2 separate regions of the Sus scrofa genome follow, and region 1 is linked to region 2. A link is a contact called in public HiChIP or PLAC-seq data. All regions are on one chromosome and are shown on one strand. The core of a region is the stretch at or near the end of the contact, and the rest is flanking DNA. Distances in the headings are between cores, read along the strand shown.

Region 1 (4,378 bases), core at 786-3,285, 440 kb before region 2:
TTTGTTTTGCATTTCTACGAGAATCATGTCTTTAACTGGAACAAAACGGCTTTTGAGATTTGCCCGCTTATTTTATTTTTAAATTAAAAAAATTTTTTTGACTGTGCTCATGGCATGCAGAAGTTCCCTGGCCAGGGACTAAACTTGTGCCACAGGAGTGACCAGAGCCGCTGCAGTGACAACCCCATATCCTTAATCTGCTGCGCCACCAGGGAACCCAGGGATTTGCCATTTATGTTCAAGTTCATGTTCTTCTTTCCTCTCATCTTCTTACCGTGAATGTTCACCTTCCTGCTCCTGATGATGTTTCAATTGAGACACAGCCCTTGACCTCTGCCCCAGCCCCGGAGGAAGAACTAGTCCGAGGGTGGAGAGGAAGGTTGGCGTGGTGCTGGAAACACAGATTCTGGAACCAACCTCCTGGTTCTATCCCGGAGTCTCACCACCTTGGGCAAGTCCTGTTTCCACCTGGTCCTTGGTCACCTCATCTGTAAAATGGGAGGACAGTAGTAACTACCTCTAGGAACTTTTATCTCTGCGTGACAGGCAGGAGGCTATTGCACTGAGGACTGAGGAAATTCACTGATGCAGAGTGCAGTGAGTCAACATAAAACATTGATTTTGTCATTGTCCTATGAAAGTACAACCATAGAGCATTGCCTTTTTAAATGTTAGAATGTTAACTCATATGTGGGCAGTCTCTGCCTCCCAGGTTGGACTCTCCTGGAAATAAATGCACAGAGTTCCCAAGCAGGCAGCTATCTGGGAGCACCCGTGGGACCAACAATGGTGGGAGGGAGCGAAAGACAGTGAGGAGGACTCACGCCTTTCAGCACTGTCCCGAGTTGAGCCACTGCCCTCAGTCCTGGATGTGGCCGCCCCTGGCAGGTGCACCCTGGTGTCAGTGGCTCCCTGCAGAAGAAGCCACCTCTGCAGGGGATGACATCTGAGGCGGTCTGCCAACCACCCTCCTCCTGGCAGCTGGGCGACCCAGGTAGGATCTGGGGTAAGAATCACTGTGTCCACCACACTTGTACTCTTCCTTCAGGATGACCTCATGTTTCAATGCCCAGGGAATCTCAGAATCCAGGACAGGCTGATGGGGGCACTATCCTCCCCACCGGGCCCTGGCGATGTCCCAGTGCCATCTTTATGCACCCACCCCTGTCCCTGTGGCTGAGAGCCTCACTCATGCCTCCTCTTTCTTTTTTTTTTTTTTTTTAGGGCTGAACATGCGGCACATGGAAGTTCCCAGGCTAGGGATCCAATCGGAGCTACAGCTGCCAGCCTACACCACAGCCACAGCAAAATGGGATCTGAGCCACGTCTGCAACCGACACCACAGCTCATGGCAGCCCCAGATCCTTAACCCACTCGGTGGGGCCAGGGATAGAACCTGCATCTTCATAGACACTACGGCGGCTCTTTAACCTGATGAACCTCGACAGGAACTCCTCTCTTCTATGTCTAGGTTGCTCTTGGTGCAAAAGAAAGTAAAGAAATGGAGGGGAAGCTGGCTGAAGGGAGAGGCCAGATCTGAGCCAGGATCCAGAGCACCTTTGCCTCCGGCTGCCTGTGCTACTCCCTCCCCCTCCCAGGCCAGTGAGGTGTGTGTCTCTGTAGACTGGCTCGGCCTCAGACCCCTCTTTGAAGCAGGAGGAGGGTTGCCTCTCAATAACCCAAGGAGCTACTCTCTAAAGCTTGAATTCCAAAGGGATTATTCCTGTCAGGAGAAAGGAGTAAAAGGCATCCGCTTCTGTAAACATGAAACAAAGATCAGAATAAGGGTTTAGAAGTAACGCTCAGCTAAGCCACGGAAAGGCGGGGAGGATTGTACCGTGTAAGGATGGGTTTTCCTTTCTCATCTGAAGACGAGAGACGTGGTTACGAGACATGCTTACATGGGTTAGATGCAGGATTCTGCAGGTTGGACAGGGCAGAGTTTTGAGATGAAGAATCTTAAGCTCCCTGTTGGGCTTTGTTTAAGAAAAGCAGAAGCATGGCTGGGTCATATGGCAGTTCCTTTTTTTTTTCTTTTCTTTTTTGGGCACCTTGCAGCATGTGGAGTTCCCAGGCCAAGGATCAGATCCGAGCCTTAGCTGCGATCTAAGCCGCAGATTCAGCAACGCCAGATCCTTAACCCACTGTGCCGGCTGGGGATTGAACCTGTGTCCCAGCGCTCCCAAGATGCTGCCGATCTCGTTGTGCCACAGCAGGAATTCCTATTTTTATTTTTTAAGGAACCTCATAATGTTCTTCTCAGTGGCTGCACCAATTTACATTCCCACTGACAGTGTAGGCGGGTTCCTTTTTCTCCACATCCTCTCCAGCATTTATTGTTTGTAGACGTTTTGATGATACGAAAGAACTTATTTATAAAACAGAAACAAACTCACACATTTCGAAACCAAACTTATGGTTGCCATAGGGGAAGCCGCGGTGGGGAGGGATAAATTAGGAGGACGAGAATAAGATACACGCTCATGTATATAAAATAGGTAAGTAACAAGGACCTACTGTGCAGCACAGAGAAAACTACTCAATAGTCTGTAATAACCCATATGGGGAAAAAGAATGGCTATATCTCTCTCTATATAACTGATCACTTTGCTGTACACCTGAAACAACACAACACTGTGAGTCAACTACACTCCAATAAAATTAAAAGAGAGAGAAGTGGAGGGCTAAAAAAAGGGTGTGTGCATTTCTCCTCGGGATGGCATGATGGCTGTCCTGGGGCCAGGATGGAGACAAGGTCATACGGCCAGAGAGGCTGGTGCTATGGAAGTCAGGGTGAAGCTGCCTTTCTGGTCCTGGATTGGGATCCACTGAGTTCTACTCCCCCTCCTGCCGTGTGGCAGCCTGTGTGACCCCGGGAGAGTCGCTGCCCCTGGGCTTTGGTTTCCTTGTCTGTACAATGGGCATAAGACCCAGTGTACAGTAAAAGGTATTATCCCCATTGTACAGACAAGGACAGAAACCAAGTTTGCCACATTAAACAAGAGGGGAAGTTACTGCAATCGAGGGAATCCTGCGGGCAGGGAGGAGATGCAGGAGGCCAGGATGCAGAAAGCCAGGCAGGAGCCAAGGCAGAGGCCACACAGCGGGAAGGATCCACGTGTGGCTGTCCCCTGCATGGCAGCCTTCCTCACTCACTCAGGCCCCTTGGAGAAGGCATGGGACTGGCCAGGCCAAGTTCACCCCACCCTCTCCCTCAGGCTGGGCTTCAGCTTCATCAAGAAGGTTTGAATTTCCTGCATTTAACCTTCCACCAGGACCACACAGGATGACAGACCAGGTGACAGCAAAAGATAGAATTGCAACTAAAAATCCCCTCCAACGGCCTGCACGCCTACCTTTTCTAGTTATTATGAGCCATGGTCTGGGATGAGCTTAGCATGGTATTTGGCCGAGTGAATGCTCAGTAAATAAAAGTTGCTACTAAAGGATGAATAAATTGGGGTGCATTCTACTCAGTAATCAAAAGGCATCAACTCCTGATGAGACAGCATGGATGATTCTGAAGACGTTAGACTGAACAAAAGACACTCAAACCAAATCAGCACATATACTCACTGTATGGTTATACGTATGTGAAGTCCTAGATGTTCTAGGAAAAAATCTGAGCTAAGGTGATAGGCTTGCAGTGCATGCCTCTGGAGCAGAACACAGGGTTCAGGGTGGCCTGGAGAGGGACATGGGGGGACCTCCTGGGGGGGGTGATGGATGTGGTCTATACCCTTTTTTTTTTTTGTCTTTTGTCTTTTTAGGGCTGCATCATAGCAAATATGGTAGTTCCCAGGCTAGGGGTTGAATCGGAGCTGTAGATGCCAGCCTACACCATAGCCACAACAACCCCAGATTCGAGCTGTGTCTGTGACCTACAACACAGGTCGTGGCAATGCTGGATCCTTAACCCAGTGAGCAAGGCCAGGGATTGAACCCACAACCTCATGGTTCCAAGTCGGCTTCGTTTCCGCTGCGCCACAACAGGAGCTCCCATGTGGTCTATATCTTGATCAAGAAGGTGGCTGGTTATTCCAGTGCAGGTACTTAGTAAGTAAAACTCATCAAAATAGAAGTTCCTGTTGTGGCTCAGTGAGTTAAGGACCCGATATTGTCTTTGTGAGGATGCAGATTCGATCCCTGGCCTCGCTCAGTGGGTTAAGGATCTGGCATTGCTGCAAGTTTCAGTGTAGTTTGCAGATGCAGCTTGGATCTGGTGTTGTGGTGGCTGTGGCGTAGGCCAGCAGCTGTAGCTCCTGTTCTACCCCTAGCCTAGGAACTTTCACATGCTGCAAGTATGGCTGTAAAACAAAAACCCCCAAACCCATCAAAATATACATGTGAAGGCTGCGCATTTTGGTCCATGTCAATT
Region 2 (4,642 bases), core at 227-2,726:
ACTGTCTTGGTGGAACTAACAGAGCTTAAGGAATTAAGGGAAAAAAGATGGTAAGGACAATTCCCAGGTTTCAGCATTGGGCATCTCTGTATCAGGCACTGTGACCATCCAAGTAAAACGTGGTTTTCTCCTGGGAATGGTGCTCTCAGATATGGCTGCTGCTAAGGTATGCTTGAAAGAAGACTCATCTCTGAGCCCACCACTGGGTACAAACCATGAATGCTGGCCAGATCTGGGGATCTCATCTACAGCTATGGCCTAGCTACCTGATATCAAAGGAGAAGGACAATCTGTAAAAAAGGGAAGGACACAGCCTTTTGTCAAGGGTTGTCCTGAAAATCATATGTGTTAATACATATAAAAGTGCTCAGAATGGGTCTGGCACATGGTCAGCACTATATATAAGCATCAGCTGTAAGATGAAGAAATCACAGTGTAATACAAAGATCAACACAAAAACATTTCTAGGAAAGTAAAGATCACTGTATTTAAGGCACCTGTGTTTACCTGTAACCCTTCTCACCAAGAACTTAAGTCCTAGCAGAACAGCTAGGCCCATTTCAGACCAAAGAAATTATCAGCGCAAAGGCAGGGAAAGAGCAAAAAAAAAACAATAGACCCAACAACTCCTTTCTGTTTACTTTGGAAGATTAAAATGTTTATAAAACCAAGTTTTAAACAATTGTGGTTAATCTGACATGGTCAATTTAGATTAATTACAATATAAATTTGGTTTACAGTTTAAAATAAGAAGTCATGATTTGAAAATCCTTTAAAGTTAACATGTTATCAATTTCTCTCCATTTAATGTTCACTGAGTTCTTAGAATTAACACACATTCTCCTTTGTCATGAAAATATTTTTTAACAACCAGAACACTGGGAAGAATACAATCAAAATAATACAACTATATAAGTTAATATTAATTTACAAGATAGTATATAAACAGATTATTATTTACACAGATATATTGGCCATCTTAATTCTTTCATGCCTGTAAGTTTGGAAAGTGTTTCTCTAAGGAACAATTTCAAATTATAACCCAATGACAATGTATTTTTTTAAATATATGTTTATGAAATAGCAACTTCAGTAATAGTAGCATAATCTGATTTCATACTGGCTTCCACTTAATAAATGAAAATTGGAGAGATTCAACCAAAGGAGATGTAATTAGTAAATGTTCTCAACATTATTTCTAAAGTTGTTTTTAATGGAATTAATAAATTGGGGAAATTTGTTTTAAAAATAGTGAAATTCAATTGTTTCGATTATATCTAAGTTCTTGTCCAAGGCATATTATGTTAGCACTGGAAATGATCTAATCCAAACCATTTATTTTCCCAGATTGAGAAACTAAAGACCAGAGAATGTAAGCAACTTGCCTAAGGCTGCACAAGCAGCCACTGACAGCCCAGGTCTTTCTGACTACTAATGGTCTTCCATCTTCCCCTATCCATGCACAGTGGAGAGCTCTCTCCCTCCTACTGAGAATCTTGCTACACAGTCTAGTAAATAATGACATCACCATTATCTTACCCACACTATTGTTAAGTGCCTGGACGTTCATTCTGTCAATCAAGATTACCTGATTTCAGGTTGAATTCTTCCACTCATCTCCTCTGCATCACCTGAAGAGATCTTGTCTCCTTCCTCCTCATCCCCTATCTTCCCTCCAAAAGCTTCTCCACAATGGAGTCAACCTAACATCCTTTCTCTCTCAACATTTAGGTCTAAGAGAATTCTTTAGCTACAGGAACTTCATTTTTTATCCCATAGAAAAACAACTTTAGAAACATATTGAGCACATTCCCTGTGGTAGAGAAGCTCTCCAGTTTGGGTGGGGAAGCCTAATGAAGCAGGTCTTTAAAAAGAAAAAAAGGCGGAAGACTAGAAATAGAATTTGGGAGATCTCAGAACCTTAAATGATTGAGGAACTAAGAAATCATTATTTGAGTAAAAGGGCAGTAAGAAGGAGGGATATGTTGGGACACAAGAAATGGAAGTGAAAAGGTGAGCATGAGCCATTCCTGAGGACTGCTTATACTGTGGTATTTGAAAGGTGACTCAGCCTCAAATCAAGGTGACTCACAGAGAAATTGTTAACAATGATAACAGGAAGCAGAGAGAGCTAGTTTGGGGATATGGTTGGCAAGTCAGAATTTGAGAAAATGGTAGGACGTCCAAGTCAAAATCACCAAATTAGTGGTTATCAAAAAAGGGCGTGCCTTTTATACATATTGCTCTTAGAGCCCTTTCTCACTGCATTTTGGTGTTTACATTAGTAACTATAATTCAGTGTTAGATAACACTAGGCTATGGTCACTAATGTAAATACAGTCAAAGGTACCTATAAAATTCAATACCTGGAAGAGAAAGATGCTTTACTGTGGTGACTTTTAAATGTCCGTGGATTCTTTGACTCCTCTCCTTCAAAAGGTAGGGTCTAAATAATTCCCCTCTTGTTGAATGTGGGCCAGGCCTAGTGCTTTGCTTCTGATAAAAAGGATGTTATATGATAAAACTGATGCTATGTGACTTATGAAGGATTCTTTTTTTTTTTTTTTTTTTTTTTTGTCTTTTTGCTATTTCTTGGGCCGCTCCCGCGGCATATGGAGGTTCCCAGGCTAGGGGTTGAATCGGAGCTGTAGCCACCAGCCTACGCCAGAGACACAGCAATGCGGGATCCGAGCCGCGTCTGCAACCTACACCACAGCTCACGGCAACACCGGATCGTTAACCCACTGAGCAAGGGCAGGGACCAAACCTGCAACCTCATGGTTCCTAGTCGGATTCGTTAACCACTGCGCCACGACGGGAACTCCCGAAGGATTCTTTTTAGACAGCTTCTGCACCCTCCCCTTCCCTTTCCCCCCTTTCCTCCTCTCCCTCCCGAAAGTTTGCTCTGGTGGAAGCCAACCACCTTGTCTTGAGGGCACTTAAGCAACCTGTAGAGGGACCCACATGTGGAAAATATGTGGCCTCTTGTCAACAGCCAGTACCAACTTGGCAGGCATGTGGCTGAGCCACCATGAAAGAAGATCCTCCACCCTAGTCAAACCTTCAGATGACTATTATTCAGCAACCTCATGAGAGACCCCAAGCTGAACATGGCTAAACTATATTCAAACTCCTGAACCAAAGAAACTATGAGATAATAAATATTTAACTCACTACATTTTGAAGTAGTTTGTTATGTAGCAATAAATAACTGATACATTTCTTCACCATTATAATAGCTCTAGCACCTCGTACAGAAGACGTAGTTGCCACAGAATGAATGAGGAATTTAAAATAACACCTAGCACCTAAGCTATTATAATTGTGTTTCCCCTTCTGAACTATTCCTGTGATCTATCCAAATCACAGTAAATTTCAAGAGACTATTAGATGTCATGTATCTAACAGGAATAACTTTCTTCAAATGACAAAAACTCAAGGCATGATAAAAACTGCCATGACCGTCAATGACAGCAAAACCACTGTCATTACCTTAACACCTATTAGTGTAAAAACAATATCCTCTCTGTAAAGTCATCTTCTATCTTCATTATTAATTTAACTGAATACAAAATAGTATGCAATAGATTCTTCATAATGAGGGATGATCATGGCAATATGAATAAACAAACCATGGGCAATGGGAAAATGATGGGAAGATTGACATCTGTCATCTGGAAGGAAGAAAACCTGGAGAGCAGTCTTACAAGAGAGAGAAACTAGTATCTGAATGCCTGTACTTTAGGTACTGTATACCTTTCATCTCATTTAATCCTGACAGCAATCTAAAGTGAAGGTATTATCACCATTTTCCATTTTATCCCCTGAAGTAGACATAGCTAATAGGTATTGGAGCTAGGATCTAAAAGCAGCTTCCAACTCCCACACCTGTAGACATTTCACTATTCATCCCAAGGCCACTTGCTTATGTATTTGGGGGAATGCGCAAAAATTTCAAGGCTAGTACTCTTGAAACCCACTTTCCTAAAAGGGGCCATTTGATTACTAGGTCAAGAGAAGCGTGCACATGTGCAAAATTAGGCATATTCAAAACCAAACTAGGAGTTCTTACTTTGGTGTAGTGGATTAAAAATCTGACTGCAGCAGCTGTGGGTTGCTGCTGAGACGTGGGTTCAATCCCTGGCCGGACACAGTGGGTTAAAGGAACCAGTGTTGCCACAGCCTGTGGCGTAGGTCATAGCTGTGGCTTGGATTCAATTCCTGGCTTGGGAACTTCCATATGCCATGAGTGTGGCTCCTATAAATCTTTCCCAATTATGAATTACTGCTTAAGGTGCAGAGCACTAAATCCATTTCTACTTAATTCACCTACTGAGAACTAATTCACCAAGTAAATAAAAATGTGTTTTTTTCAAAATAATTCATAACTTAATTTTAAAATCCTATAGCCCTTTAACAACTCATGATAATTCATAAATAACATTATTGAAGCCATGAGTATTTTATGGGATCTGTACAATATAAAAACTGATTGCTAGAATAATTTTTTAAACTACTGTGTTGACTTTGGTACTTGCTTGCTGAAATAAGGACAGTAGAGATGCTTTCATTTAAATAAGCAAATTTCCATCAAAGTAAAGATGGAAAGAGAACAAACACATCAATATTTGTTTCCTTTCAA

What was found. HiChIP or PLAC-seq counts read pairs in DNA pulled down with a chosen protein or histone mark.
Region 1: an H3K27ac HiChIP or PLAC-seq map of alveolar macrophages shows a contact between it and region 2. The contact joins two enhancer-like sites. A contact is called at or near these places in 2 of 2 datasets of contacts at active chromatin or transcription factors (alveolar macrophages and skeletal muscle).

Annotation. Positions count from the first base shown.
Region 1 is chr13:10,524,833-10,529,210 of Sscrofa11.1, reverse strand. No RefSeq gene overlaps it. Among named protein-coding and RNA genes, the nearest start is that of NKIRAS1, 190 kb to the left of the region's middle. Within about 2 kb of position 2,035, at least 3 of the 83 cell types and tissues checked have an H3K27ac peak or open chromatin away from gene starts, as enhancers often do. A contact at or near this core is called in alveolar macrophages, where this site is marked.
Region 2 is chr13:10,083,660-10,088,301 of Sscrofa11.1, reverse strand. All of the region lies in intron 2 of UBE2E2 (UB2E2), which reads right to left. Among named protein-coding and RNA genes, the nearest start is that of UBE2E2, 82 kb to the right of the region's middle. Within about 2 kb of position 1,476, at least 1 of the 83 cell types and tissues checked has an H3K27ac peak or open chromatin away from gene starts, as enhancers often do. A contact at or near this core is called in alveolar macrophages, where this site is marked.